Linked DNA regions of Muntiacus reevesi: region 1 is linked to region 2. The links are chromatin contacts, called in public Hi-C maps. All regions are on one chromosome and are shown on one strand. Each heading gives the region's core, a stretch centred on a gene start, on an enhancer-like site or on the middle of the called end of the contact. The rest is flanking DNA. Distances are from core to core; before and after follow the strand shown.

Evidence for each region. Hi-C and Micro-C count contacts between places; a contact is called where the count stands out from the background.
Region 1: a contact with region 2 is called in a Hi-C map of muscle, with 6 times the contacts expected there. The contact joins the promoter of NUDT2 here to the promoter of UBAP1 in region 2. A contact is called at or near these places in 2 of 3 Hi-C or Micro-C datasets (blood and muscle).

The regions. Positions count from the first base shown.
Region 1 is chr10:8,319,398-8,326,856 of mMunRee1.1, forward strand. It overlaps NUDT2 (nudix hydrolase 2), which reads left to right and starts at 3,299. Exons shown (of 3, transcript XM_065947436.1): 1 at 3,299-3,433. It overlaps KIF24 (kinesin family member 24), which reads right to left and starts at 3,061. Exons shown (of 14, transcript XM_065901583.1): 1 at 2,934-3,061.
Region 2 is chr10:8,185,661-8,192,563 of mMunRee1.1, forward strand. UBAP1 (ubiquitin associated protein 1) reads left to right here and starts at 4,700. Exons shown (of 6, transcript XM_065901588.1): 1 at 4,700-4,900.

The DNA of each region.
Region 1 (7,459 bases), core at 2,049-4,548, 130 kb after region 2:
GTGAAGCAGGAAGTCTTTGGAGGATCTTAAGCAGGGGAAAGGACATGATCTTTAAAGATTACTCTGTCAAAAAAAAAAAAAAAAGACTACTCTGTCAGTTCTGTGGAATGGATCGCAGAGAACAGGCAGAAATGGAGGGAGGGAGATCAGTGGGAAGCTACTGCAGTTAAACAGGCAGAAAATGATAGTGACTTGGAAGAGATTTTTGCTTTTGTGAGGATTAGCTGGGATAATGTAATAAAGTGCTAAATAAGCAATCAAATAACACAAGCACTCAAAAAAAAAAATAAACAAACAAGAGTAAGAATAGAAGATATACATTGGTCTCTGCCTTGAGATCCTGGCACAGAGCTCCTAAAACCCTTGTAATTTCCCAAGCAATAACAGCACTAGGAGTATCTCTTAGTGGCAACTCTGGGTCAGCTCCTGGATGGAAAGACTAAACCACAAAGAGAAGCTTAGAATTTTTCAGCCACTACCTCCCAGTCTCCAGAGATGGGGGAGGGGCTGGCAGGGGAGTTAATAACTCATCACTTCTGTATGATGAAGTCTCTGAAAATCCCAAAAGGACAGGGTTCAGAGAGCTTTTGGCTTGGTGTATTCATCCACGCAGAGAGGGTGACACATCCCAACTCCATAGGCACAGAAGCTCCTGCACTTGAAACCTTCCCAAGACCATGCCCTACGGACCTCTTCATCTGACTGTTATCTGAATCCTTTATCATATCCTTTAATATCCTGGTAAACACCAGCGTTTCTCTGAGTTTTGTGAGCTGTGGTAGCAAATTAACTGAACCTGAGGAGGGGGCTTGCGAACTTCCAATTCGTAGTCAAATCTGACAGAAGTTGTGGGTATCTGAGGACTTACCACTTGTGACTAGTGTCTGAAGTGGTATGGAGCAGTCTTGCGGGACTAAGCCCTTAACCTCTAGGATCTGACACTACCTCCAGGTAAACAGTGCTGGATTGAGGTAAATTGTAGAACACCCAGCTGGCGTCACGGAGATTTGTTTGGCGGGGAGGGGGAACCCTGACACATGTGGGTTTTCCCTACACAGGAAAAAAGACATACTGGTGGAAAACTGAATTTTTCCAATATGAATGGTACCTATTAGTTTATGCTTATAGAAAAGTCTTCTTGTTTAATAGGATGATGAACTTCAAAGTCCTTGAGACATCATCTTGGGAAGTATATAATGACTACAACACTCAAAGTACAAGAAGTAGAAATTCATCACTCATTTAACAAAATCTGTTGACTACCTACTCTGAACAAATTATGAATAGGTTTGCTGAGCGAGCGCAGGAAACTGGATTAATTAATCAGTTAAAGTGAAGAGATCTGAGAAGAATATTTCAACTCACTTTACGAACAACAAAAGTGGAGCCCAGAGAAAGAAACTGCTATTCCTCCTCAACTGGAAGATAAGAGAACCATACCCTAGTTTGCCCCAAGGCCATACTATGAATAGTTAAAGATTTTCATTAACAACAGAAACCAAAAGTCTTTAATGAAGTGGTATGTGGGTAGTACATACTGTACTATGCTAAGAAAAATGTATATTTTCACAGGGTAAATGCTCAATAATGGTAGCTATTAACTACCTCCAGCTGTATGGTCTTTGGAAGGCTGAGTGTGTGATCGCTACCTGCCAACAACTGCTTGACTAAATTGATAATAGAACCACAGGACTTCTAATTCAACCTTTTGATTTTCCACATGGAAAAAGAGAAATCTGAAAGAGCTAAATGACCTGCAAAGCCAGCCATAGTGAGTGAGTTAGAGCCAAGACCAAACTCTGAATCCCCAGCTGGGTTTCCATTACATGTCACAGGTCTGTGGCTTAACTATAAGGTTTTATTCAAACTTTCCCAGGAAAGTAATTAAGAACAGAGCTGCTATACCTAACTTTTTTCAATCCTTTTATTAAAGTCAGCATTGAGCTATGATTTTGATATAAGAATCAACAAAGCATAACAGCAACATATAGTCTTATGAGTTAAAAACGAAACAACAGTCTTGGTAATACAATTCTATCAGGGACACCTGATAAATGGAAAGGCTACCAGAGCAGCTGTTATATGTGCTCAAGTAGACTACAAGCAGAATACAAATACAAAAGAGAAAAGGATTTAAATAAAACGTTTTCCAAACACACTGAAAATGTGACAATAGCTGTGGGTCACTAAGAAACTGAGATCATGTCTCTTGGCATACTGCGACAACAGAAGGGTTTGTTTTAAGCAACACTAAGAGAAAGTTCAATACAAACTGGAAGACCAAGACTAAAAGCCATAAGGTAGGAAGAGTTCCAGTAAGCAACCAAAAAGTTCTCCATTTCACACAGAGTGGAAAGGCCAACACCTTTCCACTTCCAGGAAAGGTGAACTTCCAGGTCCTTGTGCATATGAGATTAGAATGCCCTCCTCCTAGTTCTATAAAAATTAAAAAATAATCTCTGTAAGGGAGGAAAAACGGGGCAGGGCATAAAGAGGAATCCAATCTATTTGTGGTAACTTAAATTCAGCTCAACAAATATTTCCTGAAAAATCTACAATGTGTGAAACATGCAAGATGCTTGCCTTGCCTCAGAGACTTCAGAATAACATGGGAGAAGAGAGAAGAACGCGGTTCACGGAAGTACACAAATAACCCAAGGCAGAACAGAAGCACTCTAAGAAAGGTTCCAGTCAGGGCTATGGGTCCAAAAGCAAGACTCCGAGACTCAGAAAAAGTTTCACGGGAGAAGTGGGGAAGAAGGGTAGGCGAGCGGGTGAACGGCCGACCGCGAGACGTCAGCTCCCGGTTTCCTTTACAACTGCCCGCCTCTTCACGCGCTCGGCTGGCGCCCTGCTCACCCTCTCCGGCGGAGGCAGGCACTAAGGCTCTCCACCAGGCCAACCCGCCTTGATTCTCTTCCGCCATTTCTCACCTCGGAGGCTTCCAAATTCCTCCTCGGTCAACCTTGTCTGAAGACTGAAGACAACGCTGAGAGGAGAAAGCCTCAAGGCGGGCGACTGGGGCCCTCTCAGCTCACAAGCTGGAGCCTGCGGCCAGGCCTCATCCCCATGGCAACGCCCCCAAGCGCCGGTTCGAACGCCCGCGCCGACGCCCGCGCGCCGGCAGTCCCACACCGTCCACCAATGAGCATCGAGGGAACGCGTGGACGTGGACCGCCTTCTCTTCTAGAAGGCCAATCAGGAACCCGATGAAACGGTGGGCGTAACTCTCACTTTCCGCCCTTCAACCAATCGTTCCACTGAAATGGAAATCTCGCGATGTTCTAAGCGAGAGAAACGCACCTTTGAGGCGAGGTCCAGAATCCTTCCGCCCCGAACTGTTGGTCGGCCAAAGCGCAACCCAGCTCTTGGGATTGGTCGACGGACTGCCAGTCTTCGCCCAAGGTCCGCCTTTTGCCTCCTTCTACTTGGGGTGAGTAGCTTTAAAGAGGGGTTAATGGGTTTAGTTCTCCGCGGAGAAATTGAGGCTCGGAGCAATGAGTCTGCAGCTGACTAACCTCCGGTCGCTGTAGGGTCAGGAGTGGACTTGCCTTTCTCCAGCTGGCTGTGGGGCGCGGGCAGGCCAGACTCCAGCCGCTGCAGAGAGAAGGGAGGGAGACCCTTTGGGGGCCCCGCGAGCCTTGTTTGTCCCGAGACGAGTGGTGATCGGGTAGGTCGTCGGAAACCCAGAGTACCGGGTGTGGGGCCCAGCCACCCTAGCGCCATACCTTCCCTTCCTTGGGCCTCAGTTTTAACTTTGTTACTCTTTAAACCCTGTCTACTTTCCACGAGAGGTTTTATATTTTCTAATTACTTCCTTTATTGAATGGATACTATCGTGACAGTTACAACAGAAGTAAAGAAAGTCACAGGAGAGTCCTTACTACTTAAAAACTTCTTTTTTCCTTGTGGCCTAGTTTGGACCTTATTTATCTATTATATCTCTCAAGGGGAAAAATAAATAAATATATGAATTACATTAAAGAAGTTGAATACAATCAAATAGCCAAAGGTAGCTGGTGTCGAGTCCAGGTTGAGAGCACTGACGTTAGGAGTCAGGCAGATCTGCTTTTGAGTCCCTATCCAGACTCATCTCTGAGCTGTAATTTTCTTTTTCCTCTTCTGAAAATGGGGAGTAATGCCCCATGGGGTTGTTGTGAAAATTAAGTGAAATAATGAAGGTAAAGCACTTGGCAAAATGCCTGACAAGTAGTAACTCTTCCAAAAGTGGTAGCTATTATCTTCATACTAGAAATAAGAAAATATATTAGCCAATGGAACCAGTAGTTGTACTGTAATTGAGTGCCCAATTTAGTTCAAAACTTGTCAGTTAAATAACTAATAATTAAGGAAACAATCTGTTCTTCGAAAGAGTGAAATTTCTTCATAGTAGCTATATTAAAACATCTTGTGGGGCTGTCAGGGATGTACATGGTGTGATGAACAGTGTGTTCACTGACAGTTTTGCAGAAAATATGAAAAGTCATTTTTTTATTCAACTATTAATGAAAGCTAAGAGCATGTCATTAAAACATAACAGAGAAGCTTTCTGATGATTTTTTTTACAGGGATTAAGTGTGACATATATCTAGTACTTCTGATATGTCAGACCCTAGGTATACATTATTTTAAACTCTGCAACAACTGTTAATAGTAGGTTGGTATTTCCTTATTTGGAAAAGGAGGCTTAGAGAAGTGTGTTGCTCAAAATAAAATGCTGTTGAATTAGGGAGCTAAGTCTTTCTCACTGCAAAGCCAGCCATGCTTTTCTGTGTTGTGCATTCTCTTTTTGACTGAGAAAGGATGAAAATACTTGGAATACAGGCAGTCTTTACCGTTTAAGCCACCAGGGAAGCCTCCCAGGTGACGCTGGTGGTAAAGCACCCTCCTGCCAATGCAGGAGACATAAGAGAAGGGGGTTCAATCCCTGGGTTGGGAAGATCCCCTGGAGGAGGAGATAGCAATCCACTCCCGTATTCTTGCCTGGAGAATCCCATGGACAGGGGAGCCTGGAGAGCTACAGTCCATAGTGTCATAGAGTCAGACACAACTGAAGTGACTTAGCAAGCAAGCAAACTCCTAGTCATCCTTTAAAACCCTTATGGAAGTACCCCTTGACCTAAAGATAATCATTCCATCTTTGCTGTCTTTACATCTTACACATACCTTTGTGATGCACAAAATACATCTGGTGACTTGTCTGTTTAAATATCTTCCACTTTCACTAGTATTCAGCTTCCTATCTACTCTTCAGTCCTGTCACACTGCTTGTCGAATGGGACACACTCAACAGACATTAGATGAGAGAAGGAATCCTTTCAGGCTCTAGTATTAGAATTCCCCATGTTTGCTGGAAAGCAAAAATTGTACAGCAGATGGCACTAATAGGCTACTTAACAGTTCTCCTTCACCAGAAACGATTTTTGTCCCAACCTTGTCTGACTTTGACTTCATCCTTGAAGCCAGTATTCATGGCATTACAGGTGAAATCTCCCATTTCCTCCCTCAGCCAAACAGCAAAGATAGCAAGATGACTCAGCAGCTTAGTCTTTGAAACAGAGAGTGGCAGATGTCCAGGTAAAGGTGAGGTTGAGGGAACATTTTCTTTGTCTCAGCTCATCAGTTTATGGTAGTTGGGGGTTTTTCTTTTCTTTCTTTTTTAGTTTTATCTTTTTGTTGTTGTTGTTGCTTTATTCAAAGATGGGAGCCTTATTTCTGTTCACTTCTTCGAAAAGGAAGAAGGGACTAGGAGAATTGGAGAAGCGACCATCATGATGTGCGATGTGAAGAGAAGCTGAGCAGTCACATAGCTAGCTGCTTGTGGGTAGGCAGAGTTGACCTTCCTCCTCATAGTGGAGTAGCCTGGGCAAATTTCCAGGACATGAGTGCCCCAAGTTAGTTACGTGTGTGCTTGTCCAAGGCTGGCATCAAGCATGTCCCCAATACTTGGTGCTTGAGAACCCTCCGGCTACTGGGTATGGTTTTGAACGTGTGGTTATAGGCTCCAGCTTCCCAGAAAAAAAAAAAAAAAAGCAGAGGCATAGAAACCTTTATCAGAGAGACCAAGTTTGGGGGCATCAGACTACACTTTACCCCTCCAGGGTTGTCTTTGGGCAACAGGATCTTCATCTGTGTCAGCCTCCAACTAAAACTTCTGTGAATAGGATTCCAGTTAGACATCTTTAAAATCCTCCATATGAATGTAGATCAAAGTGTGGGAATTTTGGAACTGGAAGCAATTTAATAAATCATTTTCGTATCCTCTTTCAGGACACTTGTGCCCTATGCCCTGCTCTTTCATGGTAAGCAAAGCTGTATAATGGAAAAAATACAAACTTTGGAGTTAGACTTGGTTTCCCTGTATCTCTGATGATAAAGATTCTGCCTGCAATGCAAGAGACTCAAGTTCGGTCCCTGAGTTGGGAAAATTCCCTGGAGAAGGGAATGGGTACCCACTCCAGTATTCTTGCCTGCAGAATTCCGTGGACAGAGCGTGGAGGGCTACAGTCTGTAAAGTTGCAAAGAGTCAGATACCACTGAGTGACTAATACTTTCACTTTTACTTAGATTCAAATCTCAGCATTCACAGACCAGTTAGGCGTTTGGGCAAGTATTTTAAACATTTTGAATCTGAATTTCCTTATCTTAAACTGGAGGTAACTGCTTATTGTGAAGAGTTGTCTTGAGCATTATAAAAGATAAAAAACATTGCATGGGGTAGATTCTTGATAACATGGTGGGGTGAAATACTGTTTCTGCTAGAGGGATTTTAGACTATGAGGAACAGGTTGCAGGAGGATTTAGAGAGCTCTTTCTAAAGGTACATTTGTGACAGCTCCTGTGGTTGAGCCTTGCTTGCAACAGCACTCTGATTAATTTGATGAAAATATTGCACCACATCAGTATAGGCATTTATCTGTGAATTATTTTTTGCCACCTAAGTCCTCAACCTCCTAGGCGGTGAGGGAATTGTATCTATAGAGAAAGCCAAGAGCACTTTTCCTTAGCTTCTGGAACCTTCTGCTGACATTGAGGGGGTTTTGTTCAGGTTTTTTTTAAACCACCTAAGGCACTTTGCTACTTTGCTGAAGTGTGAATTGCCTGCTGTCAGCCTGGAGTTCTCACCTCCGAAATCTGGCTGCAGGCATATTTGCATATTAGATGGTGTGTTCTTTAACCCCCTGAGGTTTGAATCCACTCAGTGTTTGAGTGTGTGTATGTGTATCTGTGAGAGAGAGAGAGGAAGAAAGAAATCTGGATACTTTAAAACCCCAGGACAGTTTCAGCTCCACGGGTCTCCAGAAAAACAGAAAACCTCCAACAATAGCTCCATTGACTTTTATGTAAATGGCACTCTTCAGGAAAACACTGGGCTATTTCCCAAAGTCCCAGAACAGAACCTGAGCATTTGTTTGAGTGGGAGGTGGGGAGATAGTTCTGTTGAGTCAGTGAACATCTG
Region 2 (6,903 bases), core at 3,450-5,949:
GGCTGTGCTGGGTCTTCTTTGGTGTGTGACAGTTTTCTCTAGTTTGGGCAAGTGGGGGCTACTCTCCAGTTGTGATGTAATTAAAGGCTTCTCATCGCAGTGGTTTATCTCTGCAAGCGTAGGCTCTAGGTGTGTGGGTTTCAGTAGTTATGGCGCAAGGGCTTAAGCTGCCCCATAGCATGTGGGGTCTTTCTGGACTAGGGATCAAACCTGTGCCCCTACATTGGCAGGTGAATTCTTCTTTTCTTGTAAATACTTTTCATTTATTTGTTTATTTTTGACTGTGCTGGATCTTTGTTGCTGTCAGGCTTTTCTCTAGTTGAGGCAAGTGGGGGCTACTCTTCGTTGCAGTGGGAGGGTTTTTCGTTGCGGTGACTTCTCTGGTTGTGGAGCCCAGGCTGTGGGGTGAGCAGGCTTCAATAGCTGTCGCACATGGGCTCAGCAGTTGCAGCTTGCAGGGCTCTAGAGCACAGACTCAATAGTTGTAGCACACGAACTTAGTTGTTCAAAGGCATGTAGGATCTTCCTGGACCAGGAATCAAACCCATGTTTCCTGCACTGTCAGGCGGATTCCTTACCAGTGCACCACCATAGAAATCCCTTTCTTTCCATTTCTTAAGGATGAGTTGCCTCCATGGAGCTTGGGGGACATGGCAGGCTGGCTCAGGAGTAGGTGGTCACCAACTTGTGTGCGTGCTAAGTCGCTTCAGTTGTGTCCTACTCCTTGTGACCCTATGGACTGTAACCCTCCAGGCTCATCTGTCCATGGGATTCTCCAGGCAAGAATATTGGAATACGTTGTCATGCCCTCCTTCAGGGGATCTTCTCAACCCAGGGATTGAACCCACAATTCTTATGTCTCCTGCATGGACAGGCAGGTTCTTTACCACTAGCACCACCTGGGAAGCCCCGGTTAGCTAGCTGGTCCCCACTTAAAGCAAGAAGACAGAGAAGATGAATTACTAGATCAGGCTGATGAGGAATTTCAGAAAGCCCCTGTCTGACGGAGGAGGTTTGTCTCTGGTCTCAGAGAGTCCTTCTCTGAGAGGAGAGGCACACGCCCAGTCCTCCAGAGGGTTTTCCTTCCTAATCCTCCAGGGCACCATGGTCTTCTCATTCCTTTTCTACTTCTTGCTACTACCTTTGCGTCTCTCAACTTTATCTCCTCATGCCCTATTTGTCAGTGTTCCAAAGGGTCCCCAGTCCCAGAAATTTTAATTAATCTCATTTTCCATTCTTCTAGCCACATGTGCAAAAATTTGACTCAGGTCAAAAACTTTAAAGTCATCCTTGAGTCTTCTGATTTTCTCACACTGTGCATCTAATCTGTGAGCAAATTCTTACAACTTTACCTTCAAAATGTACCCAGAACCTGACCATTTCTTATCACTTTCACTGCTATTGCCTCTCAGTCTCCAGCACTGTCATTTCCTGCCTGGGCGTCTGCAATCACCTCTAAGTGGTCTTTCTTCTTCTGTGCTTGTCCTTCTTTGGTTTACGCTCAGTGTTGTCACTAGAGTATCCTGATAGAAATTTTGATCATTTTCCTTCTCTGCTCAAAACTCTCCAATGGCTTTCAGCTGACTTAAAAAGCCAAAGTCCATAAAATGATCTACAAATCCCTATGTGATTTAGCCCCCTGTTATCTCTCTGCTTTCAGCTCCCATTGATCTCCACTTTGCTCACTCCATGCCAGCCACACTGGGTTGCTTATTGTTCCTAGAACATAGAAAGTGAACTTTCATCTCAGGGCCTTTGTACTTGTTGTCCCTTGGCCTGGCATTTTGTCCTCCTAGGTATCTGCCTAACTCATTTCCTCACTTCCTTCAGGTCTTTTCTCAGATGCCATCTTTCCCTAGCCATCCTTTATACATTTCAATCCTGGATATTTTCTATCCTCTTTCCCTGCTTTATTCTTTGTAACACCTGTAACCACTATTATTATTTTCCTCTAAAATGTAAGATTTGTGAGAGCAGGGTTTTTTTTCGGGGGGTGGGGTGGGCAGGCAGCAGGAGGTCTTTTTATATACTGCTGTATCACCAGTGCATAGAACAATGCCTGGCATACTGCAGGCATTCAATAAATACTTGCTGGATAAATGAATGAAGAATTCATTTGTTTAAGGAGACACTATTCTATGTCTATGTGCTCCTTACCTCCTACCTGATTTCCAAGCTCACATTTCCTTCTGAGCGTCTGTCCAGAAAATCTGCCATCATCTTAAGCTCAGTTTGGGCGGCTATACTCATTGTTATTTCCCTTGGTACTTCAGTAAAAGTCAGGTCTCACTTCTGTGAATAAGACACCCCCAAAACTTGGCTCTTTCCTCTTCATGATTGCTCCTCCCATATAGAAGGTCTCTAAATCTTGTGAGTCTGTTTCCTAAGTCTTGTTCCAGTTGATCCAGTTTTCATTCCCACTGTCTCTGTTTTAGTCCAGGTGTAAGTATTTCATTCAATGTAGAAGTCTACCAGACTTCCTTGGTAGTCTAGTGGTTAAGAATCCACCTTCCAACACAGGGGACAAGGCTTCAATCCCCAGTCAGGGAACTAAGATCCCCCAAGGCAAATGGCAACTAAGATTGGGCAACTGCTGAGCCTGCATGCCACCCAGAAAGATCCTGTATTCGGTAACTAAGACCTGAAGCAACCAAAATGAATAAAAAAATATTTGGACTTCCTAGGTGACTCAGGGGTAAAGAATCCATCTGCTAATGCAGGAGACACAGGAGACTCTTGTTTGATCCGTGGGTTGAGAAGATCCCCTAGAGAAGGAAATGGCAACCCACTCCAGTAATTTTGCCTGGAAAATGCTATGGACAGAGGAGCCTGGAGGCTATAGTCCATGGGATTGCAAATGAGTTGGACACGACTGAGCATGCAGGGACTCAAAGAAGTCTACCTGGTAGTCTCCAATCCGTTTTATTCACTGCTACCATTTCAATTCTCCTGTTGAGGAGATTTGCTCAGATCACTGCTCTTTCTACAAACCTTCTGTGGCTGTGTTTGAATTAAGTAGGTAAGTTGTTCAGAATTGATGATTTCCAATAGGAACAGAGAATACTCTGTTCATTTTGACTGCCCCCCTTCTGGAATACCCACCTTCTCTCATTAAAACTGCTGCATTCAAAAAAAAAAAAAAAAAAAAAAAAAAACCACACTGCTGCACTTCAAAACACAATTACCTGCTCTGGAGTTCCAGAGAGAAAATTGGGCTAGAGAATAAGATACCAGAATGAATACATTCTTTACCTGTAGAATCAAGAAAGTGTAGAGATGTAAATCTTTCCTAATCCTTTAGCTAAAACTCATTTTTTTTCCAGAGCAACTGAAGCCACCATCACTCTTTTTCTTTCTTTTTTTTTTTCATCACTCTTTTTCTAGAGTTACTGTTTATGCTTGTATTTCTCCCACCAACTAGGAACTTTTTGGAACATAGATTTATCCATTCAGTTGTGAACATCCAGGCACCTGATTCTAGGAAACAGAAGGAAGTAAAGGTTTGGGACTGGATTGCCTGGTGTAAAACCCATTGAATGTCAGAATTGGAGGAAGATTTATTAGAGGTCACCTTTCAACCCATTCATTTTGTTGCTGAAATTTGGCCTCTGTTCACTAGTGCCTAACAGAAACATGGAGACAGAGTTCTGGATGAAGTAGAAAATAACAGCTTTATTGCTTTGCCAGGCAAAAGGGGCACAGTGGGCTTATGCCCTCAAGATTGTGTGTCCCACGTTGGTGGGGATAGTAAGGAGTTTTATAGTGTTCAAGAAGCAGGGTGTGGTCAGCTTCTGGGAATTCTTATGATTGGATGGTGGTGAGGTAATCAAAACCTTTTGATTCCAACTTGTTTGGGGTCTATGTGCTTGCATGTGTGCTTAGACGCTTCAGTTGCATCTGACTGTCTGCGACCCCATGGACCATGGCCTGCTAGGCTCCTCTGTCCATGGGATTCTCCAGGCAAGAAGAGTGGAGTGGGTTGCCATTTCCTTTTTGCTTGCCTATAATTAACTTCTTCCACTCGGTGGTGGTGGTGGTGGTGGTGGTGCGGGTCGAGGAGCGGGGGTAGGGGCTTCAGTATCTGCATTCAGACAGCTTAAATGACACAGCTCAGAATATTTTCTATAGTCCTTGAGGAAGAACTAAAGGTCCTCAACTTCGTTTAATGGCTAAAGTATTGCTTTGTAATGCTTAACTGTTTTCCTTTCTTTCTTTTTTGCACTTGTCTGATTAAATTTATTCCTTGACTAAATTTTTCTACAGACAAAAGGCAGGAGGAGGACATGGTTGGAGGTCTGTTCTGAAAAGGCCTTATAGGATTCTGATCCCTTACAATCTATAAATTGGGAAAGTGAGGCCCAGAAAGTCCATGACTCAGGACCTGAAGTCAGACATTCTGATTTCTAAGTAGGTCCCCTTGGAAAGCCTTTGCGCTTCTCTTTGAGATTCAGGAATCGCGGGCTTCCTCCTGGGAGGCTCTTCCAACCCCTACGCATTACCCTCTTGGTGACCCCCGCAGCTTTTCTCCAACCCTCCAGTCAGCCGGGTTCACTCGTTCCAATTGCAGCCCTGCAGACACGACCAGATGTTGGCTCCTAGGGGAAATTAGCTACGTCACCATGACTCCTCCCATTGGCTCGAGGGGTGGGGCGCGGCGCCACGACGTCAGACGTCCAAAGGGGAGGAGCGGTGAGGGGAAGGAGGAGGGAAGTGGGACTTCAACATGGCGGCTGTGGTACTGGCGGTGACTACGGTGACGGTCTGGCCCGGGGCGGGCAGAGTTGGAGGTGGTAGTGTTCGCTCTCCCTAGGGGCCGTCAGGAGCTCAGCAGGGACCGAGCCAGGGAGGCCGGTCGGCGGCAGCACCTTTCGGCTTCTGGCACGGCGGCTGCAGCATTCAGGTGAGGGGGCCTCGCTGGGGGAGGGAGGAGAGGGGCGGAGTTGGGAGAGGGAGCCGGTACCGGGAGACGGCTGGGGGAGGGACGGGGAGGAAGCTGGAGACTTGAGTGGAATGGTGGAGCTGCAGCTCAGGGGGTGTGAGGGCCGGGGGGCCAGAGATGGGTAACTTGGGAAGGATTCTGGGAGAAGGGACAGGGTGAGGGGACCAGCATTGAAGGGGCGGAGGGCAGATGGGATGCGGAAAAATAAGTGAGTTCGGATTAAGGGAACTAATGTTCTGCTGGAAAATAGGCGCAGTACGTAGCTGTCTGGAACGAGAGCTCCGTGGGAAATAGAGGATGTCGGGGAGAGGGACGTAGGTTTTTGTAAAGGTGAGACATGGGGAGTTGAGGGTGAGCTGCGGACCTGAGATACAGATTTAGTTTTCTCTGAGGCGATGAGATTAGGGGGAAAGGGAGGAGACCAGACTCGGGGCGAGTGATCTTTGGGGATCTATTCGACATCGCTGGGTCTTCTCCAGGTGTTAGTCTTGCTGCTTTTGTTTGTTTCTTGGGTAGAGCCTTATCTGTCCAGTCCACCTGGGGGTCAGAAACAGTTCCTAATCGTTCGTGTGAAACATGAAGTTATAGTTCATTTATTTGATCTCTAATAGTTATCTCTGACCTTTGTATTGTCTCTACGTGTTCTTGTTTAAAGTGTGGCTGGCCATAAAAATACATTTTATATTAAAGTGAGATAAATTTTTGAGAGTTTTTAGACTCCATGGAGTGTTGCAAAAACAGATTTGGTAGTTATCTGTTAAGTAGTGTTTGTTCTAACTCCACTTAATAGGGCTTCTTTGCTCAGTTCTAGTTATTAGTATTTTAGAATTTGGGTAGATATGATGGGTATTTTTCTTTAGAATTTTGCCAGATTTGATGATAAGAAAAACAGGGCACTTAGTCTTCAGTGATAGAGCCAGTTCTTGTAAGTGTCCCAAACTATAAGTTAAACTGAAAGTTTCTGTATTATTTTGTAGCAAAGAATGTAAAATGTCCAAGGTCTAAAAGAATTCCTTTGTCTACATTAACCTACTTTATAAAGTAGGATTTTTTTGGTGTGTTTTTATAGTAGGTTTTTATAAATTAAAGTTGTGTTTCTAATCCATCCTATTCATTCTGTGACTTATTTATTCATTGTTTATTACTGTCTACTTTGTGTTGCATTAATAAGTCATAATTATGGAAATGGGAAAATTAATGTTTCTCTAGTGAGACTGTATCACTGTACAGCTTCATTGGAAGAAATAATGTTTTTTGGAAATGAAGACTAAGGAAGAAAATTATGTAAATATAAGAACTTCCTGAATTTTTCCTTTGTGTAGTATTTGGCTCAATATTTCATCATGACATACTTTTTTTTTTAATCATGACATATTTTTTGTATATCTGAAAGCTTTTCTTTTTCTTTTGAAGAAGACAGTATCCTGATACGATTGTAATTAGGTCTGTGATGCGTTCTCATCAGTAGTTGTTAGTTCCCATTTCTTGGCAAATATCACTTTATCTTGTGCGACTTTTCTTTCCTATCTCAACTATGGTAAGGTATTTAAAATGAGGATTAATGAAGTTTAATTCAGTGAAGTTTAATTCAAATTTCTCTGAATTTTTTCAGTATTTTATAAATGTATCTTCATTACTGTAGAGTGTGGTTGTCAGTATTATACATTTTTCCTGTTATTATATTGTTGAATGTTTGAGGTTTTTTCCATATGTAAATTATTTTAAGCATAACCATTTTTCCCACAGACTAACCAAAGCCAAAAACAAGCTACTATCAGGTCATTGTTACAGGTAGTTTTCTTCAGATAGCCTTTCTCAAGAAATGCAAAAGTTAGCATGCAGTACTGTAAGTATTAGGGCTTCCCTGGTGGCCCAGGGAATCTGCCTGCCAGTGCAGGAGGCTCCAGTTTGATCCCTGGGTGGGGTAGATCCCCTGGAGAAGAAAACGGCAACCCACTCCAGTA